Regions from separate parts of the Mus musculus genome. Here region 2 is linked to region 1. Evidence: chromatin contacts called from public Hi-C data. All regions are on one chromosome and are shown on one strand. The core of a region is the stretch at or near the end of the contact, and the rest is flanking DNA. Distances in the headings are between cores, read along the strand shown.

Region 1 (5,672 bases), core at 1,924-4,423:
TGGTGGTGGTTGGGGGACAGGGGTAGGTCTCCGTTACCTCTTCGTCTTCTCATTAGCACTAAGTCCTAACGGAGCTCCGTTTTCATGACCCTAATCACCTTCCATAGGTTTCCACTCACCAATGCCTTAGCAGATCGGGGATTGGCACATGAGCTTGGGGGGATACAAAGAAGGGTTCTTACTCCTTCATTGTCTCTTTTATCTTTGCACTTCTTTGTCTGAATCTCAGTCTGGCCTCCTCATGCAGGAGAAGCTGTTCACAGAACGGGAAGTGGCTGCCCTGCAGAACCAGCTGGAGGAGGGCCGAGAGGCAGTCACCCACCTGCAGGCACAGAAAGCTGAGCTGCAGGCCCAGGTATGATCCATCTTCGGCGTATCTTATTGAACCGACACATGAAGGCAGAGGTGTCCAGTTCTGTGGTGTACAGACTCAGCACACCCGTGTGCCCTGCACCACAGCATTCTGAGCAGGGGAACAAACACCTTGCTTTGCCCTGGGCTGAGATTTCCCGGAATGTGTGTTTTAGCATTCTGCTAAGAAGAGTTCTGGGACATAGGATGACAGGGATGGAGACAGGGACACGTGGACACCCAGCCTCATGGTGGCTCTTCTCTTGTCTCCATTGAGTCACATCTCTTCTACCAAGGAAAATAACACATCTCATCATGGATCACTTTGCCTTTGTCAAGCCTGTTAACATTTAGAAAACACACACACACACACACACACACACACACACACCAGGGTTTTAACCACATATTCACTCAAATCTGGGCATCCCTGTTTTTCCTCTCCCTGTGGTCTCTCCTTTGGAATTGATGATGGTCTGGGAAGAGTGCCCGCAGGGAGGCAGGAGGCTGGCTTGTACCAGTGTTCGCCTCTCATGAGATGTCTGCTAGTGTGAGGCTCACAGTTCTGTTTCCTTTTAAGTTGTGGGTTTCATGGTTCACAGCCCTGACTGCTTCACACGCTCTCATTTCCATGCAGATGGGCACAGAGACGTTGAATGTCGGGCTTAAATGCTGCCCTTCCTACAGCTGGGTAACCACACATCCCAAACCAATCAATTGGCATTTAGTAGACAGGTACCCTCAAGGAACAAACGAGAAAAAGATCTAAAATTCTGACTGTAAAACCCGGGGCATCTGGGTTGTCATGACACTCAGGGCCTACTGTTCAGAGTCCAGGGCATCAGGAAAAACTTAACTGGATTCTCATTTAATCACCATTTCTGACATCCTGTTTTCCATCCCCACTGGGCCCCTCATAAAGCTCTCACTGTGCAGCAGTCCCAGAAGACAATGCTACAACAAGGGGGCAACAAGGAACAGTGGTTGCCCCCTGAGTGAAAGATCACAGGAGAGAAATTGAGTCAGGCCTTAAAAATGCCTTCTTCCCAGGACATAACCATGCCTCAGGGACTAGATACTTCTCAGTGACCGTGGTTTCTTTTGAGGGAGGGAGGGGAGTGGAGAAGGGAGAGATGGAGAAATGTTTATGTAGAGAATGTGGTGTGTGTGTGTGATATGTATATAGTGTGTGTGGTGTATGTCGTATATGTGTATATAAGGTCTGTGGGTAGTGTGTGAGTATATGAGGTGATTTGAGTGTATTTGCTGTGTATGTATGTAGAGTATATTGTAAAGTGTGTATGATATGTATATTGCATGCATGTGTAATGTGAAGGGTGCGTGGGCTCTGCATGTGTGCATGTATGTGTATATACATGTGTATATGTGGGGTGTGTAATGTCAGGTATATGTGTGGCGTGTGATGTTCATATGAAGTATGACTTATTCATCTATCTGTGTAGGGCATATGTGCATGCACGTGGGATGTGTGTATGGTGTAAGTGTTTTACATGTGACTGAGGAAGTGGGTGTAGGCCCAGTCCCGGTTCTGGAGACTGTGGTTTTCAAATTGTTCCTTGAAATTCACCAGGTGTAAAATGAATTCAGTAGAATTGACTGGTACAAAAAAGGAAGAAAGCAGGCTGGAGAGATGGCTCAGGGGTTAAGAGCACTGGCTGCTTTTCCAGAGGTCCTGAGTTCAATTCCCAGCAACCACATGGTGGCTCACAACCATCGGTAGTGGGATCTGATGCCCTCTTCTGGTGTGTCTGAAGATAGTGACAGTGTGTTCATATACGTACAGTAAATACATAAGTCTTTATAAAAAATTAGAAGAAAGCAACACAATGGCGCTGGGAATAAGAAGTAACAGAATGCATGGCAGTGAGAAGTATACAAAGTTTATCCTGGAAAACTTTTGTCTTAAATGTATCTGTATATTTTTGACTACACATGTATTTGCTCAAATGCACACATATGATGTGGCCTATGGTGTGAACTATGTCACTTCCTGTGGTCTGGGTGACAAAGTTGAAAAACACAGCCCTAGATACTAAAAAGATCAAGGCCCTAGCCTCACATGGAAAATTTTAGTTCTGCGGGGGGGGGGGAGGGGGGAGACTGTTTGTCTTTCTTTGTGTGCACACATATTTTTGATGGCTATAAAACCATGATATGTATAGGAAGTGTGTGATCTATTGATGTAGGGTACATGTGCCTGCATGTGGGATGTGTGTATTGTGCATGTGTGCATGGGACTGAGGAAGCAGGTGCAGGCCTGTTATGGTCCTGGAAACCCATGTTTTTCAAACTCTTAGTTATAGTTCATTGGGTGGGAAACAACAGGCTTGGCCTGGTTTCTGAGTACATGAGGTATAACTGTTGGGTCAGGTCCTGTTCTCAGCCTCTGACACTACTGAGACTTAGCAGTTTATCTCTGTGTCTAAGGTAGGGTCTCACTTTCTCCTCTAGGTTCCCTTCCCTGTCCCTAGATTTTATTAGTCTGGTGAAGTTTGTGGATCCTTTCTCATAAAATGTTGTTGAAGGCAAAAAAAATTATTCAAAGCAAGCCAATTCTATAAAGATAGTTATCCATATGTTATCCAGTGTCCTTGACTCGAGGGGTCATGTCTGGATGAATCTGCAGCAAGCTGAAGTAACCTGAGGTGCACATGGCTTTTATATGGCCCACTTATCTATTACACACCCCAACCTTACAGCACAGCACCCTGTCGAGTGTAGGGTGTGTCCTGGCTGATACAGTCATGGCTTGCTGCCACACCACTGCTATGCACGAAGGCAAAATGCAAACAGGAAGCATGGCCTCTACAGAAAGCACAGTGCTTCCACACTGTGGTCAAGTGGACCAGTGCACGTCCATGATGCTCTGCAGGGCATGTACAGTCGCTTGTCAGTATCCAAGGGGGATTAGTCTTCACAACCCCACAGGTACTGAAAATCACACTTGCTCAAGACTCCAAAGTGCTTAGTGCTTGTATGTGAACTATGAAGTTCTCCCATAGCCTTGAACTCAACCCCAACAACTTATAACATCCAGGATAGTGTGAGTGGGTATAAGTAGTTTTATTTTTTATTATTTAGGAAATGATGACAAACATGGTTATACACACACACACACACACACACACACACACACACACACACATATATATATATTTTTCAGCAGAGGCATAATTGGTTGATTGGGACTCTTAGGATCCAGAGAGGTGACTGTTCAGTAACAAAATACTGAACATAACAAAATTGGTCTAACAAAATAACAAAAATTGGTCTAATGAACCTCAGGTGTGCCACCTTCACGGGTTGTCACAGCCCATGTATGTGACGTGGCTCCTGCGTATTTTCTCATTTTCACACTGTTCTGTAAGTCAGGGAGTGGGGCAAGCAGGTTGGTCTCTCTGTTCTGGGTCTCCCAGGGTGGCATAAAGTGTGTGTGTGTGTGTGTGTGTAGTCCACCTGGGCCCCTGCTGGAGGATCTTATGGGAGAACTTGCTCACAGTGTCGGGTGTGTGGTTGGTACAAGTCAATTCCGACAGGCTATAGTGGGGAGGACCCTGTTTAGTCAAAGAGGTTGTGCATTCCTTGGCCCAAGGCTATTCCACGCCAGCGCTGTGTGTAAAGTCCTGGGTCTAACCCTCTGCCTCCAACTTCTCCTCTTAGCTGCTGCTGCTGCTTCTGCTTCTGCTTCTTCTTCTTCTTCTTCTTCTTCTTCTTCTTCTTCTTCTTCTTCTTCTTCTTCTTCTTCTTCCTCCTCCTCCTCCTCCTCTTCCTCCTCCTCCTCCTCCCCCTCCCCCTCCCCCTCCCCCTCCTCCTTCTCCTCCTCCTTGGCTTATGTGATTAGGATTAATTTAATTAATTTAAATAACTTACTTTGTGGTGCTGGTTAAGGTTTTCGATGCTTCCAGAATGTCTCCCGGTTAGGACCTTCAGGGTAAGTTCCCTGGCCCAGCAGCATCAGCAGCATCTGGGAACTTGTCAGAAGTGCAGATTCACGGGTACATCCAGACCAGCTGTGGCCTGGCAACTCCTGTCGTAACAAGTCCTCCAGGCGGCTCCACAGGCATTAGATCCATGCCTCTAAGAACAGAGCCCGAGATTGGAGCTGGGGGCCTCTCCTTCAAGTCAGCCAAACACAGGTGCCCAAGTCCCCTGGGGATTAATTTCTTCCAGGCGGACAAGGAATGACAGACAATTCAGTGTCTTGACAGGACCTGAAAACGGTTTTATTGATTGGCAAACAGGATGAGCCCTGACCTCTTTTTCATCAAGGTTCTTTACCGCCATCTAGTGGTGAGATTCAGCATCAGCGCTTGATCAGGGCACCATCCCTGAAGCAAAACAAAACACAGGACATTTACACCCCCCCCCCCTCTCTCTCTCTCTCTCTCTCTCTCTCTCTCTCTCTCTCTCTCTCTCTCTCTCTCGTGTGTGTTCACTCGTGCATATATGTGCATGCATGTGTGGAGTTCAGAAGACAACTCTCACAAGTCTATTCTTTTCCTTTTATTGTTTGGGCCCTGGGGCTCAGACTCAGGTTGTTAGGCTTGGTAACAAGAAACTTTACCCACAAAGCCAACATGCTGGATATATCATCATCATCGTCATCGTCATCATCATCATCGTCTTTACCTAAATTAACCCATTTATTGTCAGAGGTTTCAAATAGTGATGCTCCCATTGGTCTTTAGATCCTTCCGTCCTCTGATGGCTCACTTGACTGTGACAGAATTGTGGTGGGTCCAGGCCCTGACAGCCACTGTTCTTACACAGGGCCACATGCCTATGGCCCACATCTTTGCCTTAGTCTTGCCACAGGAGGGACAAGGATACTTAGTATGCTGCCTGATTTCAATTTTCTTCACCATTTTCTAGGTAGCGCTTCTCAACCTGTGGTTTACAACCCCCTTTGGCAGCTATTTTATCTCCAAAAATGTTTATATTATGATTTATAACAGTAGCAAAATGACAGTTGTCAAGCAGCAACAGAAATAATGTTATGGCTAGGGGGTCACCACAGTAGGAGGAACTGTATTGAAGGGCACAGCATTAGGAAGGCTGAGAAGCCCGGGAGGCAGGCACCATATTGGGTCCCACAGTTACTGACAGTTGTGACCTACTCGGTGCATTTAGCCATGGCACTGAGATTTAGGGATGATCCCGAGAGCCTCTTCCTCCTGTTACATAAAGGTCTTACGCCCAACAGCGTTCTGGTCTTAAGCGGACTGAGGCCGGACTTCACTGCACAGAAGGGCAGTTATCGGCTCCTGCAAAGACTCCTGCTGCCCTGCGCTGCTGTCTGA
Region 2 (6,238 bases), core at 2,427-4,926, 710 kb before region 1:
TGACTCAACGCGGGTAGCAAGATATCCTGTTCTCTCACAGAAACAGATGTAAGTCTTTTCGTTTTCATTCTAGCCAGGCAGACACACTGACATATAAAGAACATACAGCTTTAGTTCTACAGTCTCAGCCCCAGGTCCAAAAAAAAAAAAAAAAAAAAAATCAGAAAGATTAAAGTTTGGTGCACTATAAAAGAAGGCACTGTTCTTCCCCTTTGGTGTGGCAGTCTTATAAATGACCGAGACGGAGAGCACTATAAACTAGATTTGCTGCCATTTCTTACTTAGGAGGTTATCTCTGTAAATTTTAGTTCCCTTAAAGAGATTACCAAATGGCTGGTAAAACAAAATTTCTGGTGGTTGTTACTATCAGTGGGAGGAGAGTAAACTAACCAGCCATGAGTAAACCAGAAAGAAGAACTGAAAATCATTAGAAAGAAAGCTAGAGGGGCAGTGCCCTCTACTTAGCGTCCACCTTCTAGGACCCAAGGGAAAGGAAACAGTTTAGCTTCAACAGCCTGGAACATGCTCTTCAGTGATGTGAACCCAGGTTCTCTCTGGAATCTTAGTGAAAACATGTAGAGCATGGCTAGATGGCTCAGCAGATAAAGATGCTTGCCTCTAGGCCTGTGGACCTGAGGACCATCCCTGGAACCCACATGGCTATTAAAGAAGAGAAACACTTCCACAAAGTTGTCCTTTGATCCTAACACCCATGCCATAGCACATGCACCTTCCACACAAATAAAAATAATAATAGATACAATAAAGTTTTTAAAAGAAATATTATACAAATAAGATATTCCAAACAATTTACTTAACTCACCTGTTAATGAGGAAACCAATAAAGATGTTCAAATTGGTTTTAAGAAAATCTTGGGCTGGTGAGATGGCTCAGTGTGTAAGAGCACCCGATTGATCTTCTGAAGGTCCTGAGTTCAAATCCCAGCAACCACATGGTGGCTCACAACCATCTGTAAGGAGATCTGACTCCCTCTTCTGGAGTGTCTGAAGACAGCTACAGTATACTTACATATAATAAATAAATAAATAAATCTTAAAAAAGAAAGAAAGAAAAATCTCATTTATAAAAACTTATATTCTCTACCACACAGCATTATATGACTTGTTATGGGCATCAGTTTTGTGTGTGTGTGTACCCATCAACTTTCTAAAGTTAATCTCTGTCTCTACCAAGCTGTAAAGTCCAGGTATGAAAGTACACATCCCTCAGATGACATCAGCACATCTCATAAAAAGCCCGTCAATCCATGAGATATAATTTCTCTTGTCTATTTCAAAATGTTTTACAGACTCCCAGCATATTGTAATGGTTAATATTCTCAACTTAGCTGGATTTTAGAACCAACTAGGAAACACCACTATGGATGTATCTAAGATAGCATTTCTTTTTTTTTTTTTAAGATTTATTTATTATTATATGTAAGTACACCGAAGCTGACTTCAGACACACCACAAGAGGGCATCAGATCTCATTACGGGTGGTTGTGAGCACCATGTGGTTGCTGGGATTTACACTCAGGACCTCTGGAAGAACAGTCAGTGCTCTTACCCACTGAGCCATCTCGCCAGCCCTAAGATAGCATTTCTAAACAGGCCTAACTGAAGAAGGAAGACCTACCATCTCCTATGTTGGGGGTCCAGGCTGAATAAAGTGAGGAAAGGAGGTGGCCAGATGAGTATTGGTTTTCCCTTTCTCTGTGGCTGACACTATAGACTAAGCCATCCTGCCTCCATGTCTTTCACGGCATATAGACTCTGAACTGTGAGCCCTCATGCCTTTCCACTATGATAGACTATGTTTCTCTAAACTGGGAGCTAAAGTACGCCCTTCATCCCCCAAGTTGCTTTCTGTCAGACGTTTTCTCACAGCAACAATAAAAGTCTACACAGAACAATATTGTACTGAGAAGTGAGTTGGTTCCGTGAGGAACATGATCAGTGTAGTTCCTGGGCCTTTCTGAACTGTTTACGGGACAATGTTAAAAGAATATGAAGCTGTAGGCTGGAGATTAGAGAGCTATAGGCAGAGATGAATGGACCGTCCAATGAGACTTTTGGAAAGTTGGAATGCCAATAGAAACATGAACAACAAAAGGTCTGCTTATGACGTTTCAGATGGGAGCAAAAACTGCTGAGAAATGAGGTCATTGGTGTGAGAGTCTGGCAAAGACCATTCATGGCTGTGTTCTCACTGTGTCCCGAAAACTCAACTGAACCAAATTCAATAGGGGCCATCTATCGGTCCACAATGTCACATGAACAGTTAATACCAAGTTCTGCTGCCACTCAGATGCAGGCAGGCCCTGGTGAGCCATGGATGTCATGGCTTCTGCATGCCTTCAACGATGGAACTGGGAACCCATGTTCCTTGGCCAGGTGTGGATGAAGAAGTTTCAAATGAGTATGACATTACATCTAGGCTGAGGCATGGCTATTGTTATCACATTTATTGTGGCTTATGATAGATTTTTAGCAGGAGGAAGTAAAAATGCAGTATAGGATGAATGAGAACACGAAAATGTTAAAAGATGCAGATTAGGGAGAGAGGGAGAAAGCAGCTTTAATTAAAAAGAGATTGACACCATTAATGGAAAACTTCCACACTGGGGCAGTAAGAAATGTGCCCGGAGGATCAGACTCCACCCATTAGGGTTTCGACTCCTAAAAGGACAAATGTGTTTAAAAGGAGAGAATGCCTCCACCCCTCTCAAGGGTTTACTGCTGGAACATGGCACCATGGCTCACCAGGGTCTGCCTGCATTCGTGTGGCACCAGAACTTGGTGTTAATTGTTCATGTGATGTTGTCCTTGCAAGCATGCCAAATATGAGTAAGAGGGATTTGCTAGGCACATTGGCATATAAGGTAAGTTGATGTCTGTGAGTTCAAAACCAGCCCAGCATACCTAATGAGACCTTACTTAAAAATAAATAAATAGGTAAAATGAGAGCACATGGAGGCTTGCTCTCAGATTCTAGAAAGCTGCTACCACTAACAAAATATGACCCGGTTGTATTGTTTGCCAAGAAGCCCTGAAAGGTTGTTGCATGAGCCCGTGAAAGTGGAGCTTCAGTGGTAGTGGATAGCATAGGACACTGGAGACACAGCTCATGTCCAGCATTCATGGAGTGGGAAGCAGAGAGGTCCCTGAAGCTCACTGGCTAGCTACTCTTGCTAAACCAATGAGCTCCAAATTCACAGATCTTGTCGCAAAACCCAAATGTAATGTGGAAATGAAGGAAAGAAGACACCCAACACTGACTGAATGTGGTGACACTCCTTTAATGCCAGCACTCAGGAGACAAAAGCAGGCAGATCTTTGTGAGTTCTAGGCCAGTCTGGTTTACATAGACAGCTCCAGGCCAGTAAGGGGCTACGTAATGAAACTGTCTTAAACAAATTAAGGAAAGTTCATTTGAAAAAAATAAACCTTCCTTAAAGAAGTATTGGTACAACTAATAAAAAGATAACACATTATGAGCACACTGTTGCCAGGACATAAGGGATGTGGAGTATGAGAACGCTGGAAAAGGGTAAATCAAAGATAATTAATATTTGATGGTAATTCACAGGGTTTGAGTTTAGCTGCCTGTGCTTTAGCCAGAAAATGCGTAGGCCTGCAGGTATCCAAGAACTACAATTCCCAGAAGTCCGCAGTGCAGGCTCTGGGCCGGATGTAGTCTTGGTCTGAGAGCTGCTGGTCCAAGCTGGGCAAGGGTCTCCCACGTCTACATTCATGGCGTCCCCCAACAAGGCAGTGATTGTTCCCGGGAACGGAGGCGGGGATGTGGCCACCCACGGCTGGTACGGCTGGGTGAAAAAGGGGCTGGAGCAGGTAAGGAATGCTAGCCCCTGCTCTTCAACCAGCTTGGCTCGGAGTGAAGAGAGAGGGAACGAAAGGCGAGGCTCGCAGATGTGGTCCGTATACTACCTAGCGAACAGCTCAAAAAGCAGAAGGCGCAGGTTTTGGCACTAAAAGGAAAACCTGTTTTACAACTAGAGAGAATGCCCCCTCCGCACCCCCATCGGCTGCCAGTTTAGATTCCAGACTTTCCAGATAATTTTATGTTTATATTCATTTCTTTGTTTTTAGTTCACTATGTGATATTTAATATAAACAACGGATTGTATAGTATACAATAAACTACCAAACTGAGATTTTTTTTTTCCTGTGCTGTCCAACCCAAGGTGTCTTTGTGTGTCCTGTACAATTGAGCTACACTCTCAGGACAAATAAGAACATTGCCCGTATCTTCTGAATAATCCGTCTGCTCCCTGTCCCCCCACCCTTATGACATTCTGAAGTTTATTTTGCTTCTTTTTAAATTATTGTGTGCAGGGGCACATCTGGAGGTCAGAAGACATTTTTGGAATTAGTTCTTTCTTACCTTTACACAGGTTCTGGGAATCGAACTCAGGTCACTGGGCTTGTACTTCAAATGCCTTGGCCAGCTGGGCTGCTTGTCTGGCCTTTTTGCTACACCTTTTAAAACTTAAAAGTATTTTTTACAACCATGATTATAATCATTAAACAACGGATTGTTTAATGTGGTTTCTTTGTGAACTTTATAGAATGAATGTGTGTGTGTGTGTGTGTGTGTGTGTGTGTGTGTGTGTGTGTGTATAAAATATATAATTGCACCTTAGGTGGTCCTGTGCCTAAAACTTATTTGTTGTTGTTGTTGTTTTTGTTCTTCGAGACAGGGTTTCTCTGTGTAGCCCTGACTGTCCTGGAACTCACTCTGTAGACCAGGCTGGCCTCGAACTCAGAAATCCGCCTGCCTCTGCCTCCCAAGTGCTGGGATTAAAGGCATGCGCCACCACTGCCCAGCCTGTGCTTAACTTTTAATAAAACAAAACCCTCTTCTATATCCCAGAAATTGGTTTCCTGCTTTGGCCTCTAGAATAGAATTTCAGGAGAAAAGATTCTGTTTGGAATAAAACTTCAGGGTTGTGACTGAAAGTTATGGACAAAGCTACCAACTCTTGGGTCAAGCTGAAAATGGCCAGTGGGATGGGATGCCCAACTTCCTCAGTGGTGTCTCTGTTCTTTTTGACCATCTTTCTGTGGAACAGTGTTCAGCTCAGGTCATTCTGTCCCTAGCACGTTCACTTAGGTCTTCTCTATAGGTACATGACTTGGAGATAAGCACAGATTGCAAGTGCAGGAACCAGTCTCTGAGGACTTCTACAAAACTGGATAGAAAACTATCATATGTGACTGTATATTCATCTGAAGCCCTGTAACACTACTTAATCTATTTCACATCATAATATTAGCAAATATTTACTGAGCTAAGCGAGGTCATATCAGATGTCACATTTTTAAGCTCTTTATTATAGCTTTTTCTTCTCCCTTACGTCACAGATTCCTGGTTTCCAGTGTTTGGCTAAAAACATGCCTGACCCAAGTAAGTCTGAAATTTGTTTTTTGAAAAGCCTCATCTGTTAGGTTTTGAGCTCACCATTTGCAGGGTGGGGCTTGGAAGCAGAAATATCATAGAAAAAGGACAAAATAAATAAACGCTAAGAACAAATAAAGCAGGGAGCTCGAGGTGGCGGGTCTAAGCCTACACACACACACACACACACACACACACACACACAGACGATTTCAGTAACAAGAAAAGCATCCAGGAAATGGTAAAATTTAACTTTTAACTTTGTAAGCTAGCAACTGTATTTTCCATGTTTAAATGTCCATAGACATCTTCAGGCAAGATTTAGGTGTTCTGTGTGAAACAGGTAAAATAAAGCCTCACAGTATCTCGTAGAGTTCCTGTGTATTTAAAATTATAAGATCGCCCTTTTTGGGGAGAGGAGTCCGTCCATGACTTGGTTCAGGAAAGAAGTCATAGAATTCATATATGGGTTTTGGAATGTTGTCAAGTGGTTTTTGTGCATTTTGTTTTCTCGGTGCTGGGACTGAACCCAGGATCTCACACATCCTATGCGAGTTCTCAGCCCCTGAGCTGTACCTCCAGCTGGGGTATTTGTTTGCCAAGTTTAAATTTTCACATTAAAATATCAGCATTGAGGCCAGTGATGATGGTATATGCCTTTAATCCTGACACTCGCGGGCTCAAGGCAAGAGGATTCTGGTTTGGGCTACACGGTAAATTTCTGCCTAGCTTATGCTGCACAATGAGGAGGCTCTATCTCACAAAAGAAAAATGGGTAGGAGGGAGACTTCACTTCAGTTGTAATGTATTTTTGTT

Evidence for each region. Hi-C and Micro-C count contacts between places; a contact is called where the count stands out from the background.
Region 2: a Hi-C map of pro-B cells shows a contact between it and region 1, with 4 times the contacts expected there. The contact joins the promoter of Rbbp9 here to the enhancer-like site in region 1. A contact is called at or near these places in 2 of 39 promoter capture datasets (embryonic stem cells and pre-B cells), 1 of 484 Hi-C or Micro-C datasets (pro-B cells) and 2 of 115 datasets of contacts at active chromatin or transcription factors (large pre-B cells and pro-B cells).

Annotation. Positions count from the first base shown.
Region 1 is chr2:143,836,357-143,842,028 of GRCm38.p6, reverse strand. It overlaps Bfsp1 (beaded filament structural protein 1, in lens-CP94), which reads left to right. Exons shown (of 8, transcript NM_009751.2): 5 at 248-355. Among named protein-coding and RNA genes, the nearest start is that of Bfsp1, 24 kb to the left of the region's middle. Within about 2 kb of position 3,173, at least 92 of the 459 cell types and tissues checked have an H3K27ac peak or open chromatin away from gene starts, as enhancers often do. A contact at or near this core is called in pre-B cells and pro-B cells, where this site is marked.
Region 2 is chr2:144,548,297-144,554,534 of GRCm38.p6, reverse strand. Rbbp9 (retinoblastoma binding protein 9, serine hydrolase) reads left to right here and starts at 3,676. Exons shown (of 5, transcript NM_015754.2): 1 at 3,676-3,855; 2 at 5,389-5,431. The coding sequence starts at 3,757. Gm34292 (a long non-coding RNA gene) reads left to right here. Exons shown (of 1, transcript XR_003953925.1): 1 at 1-160.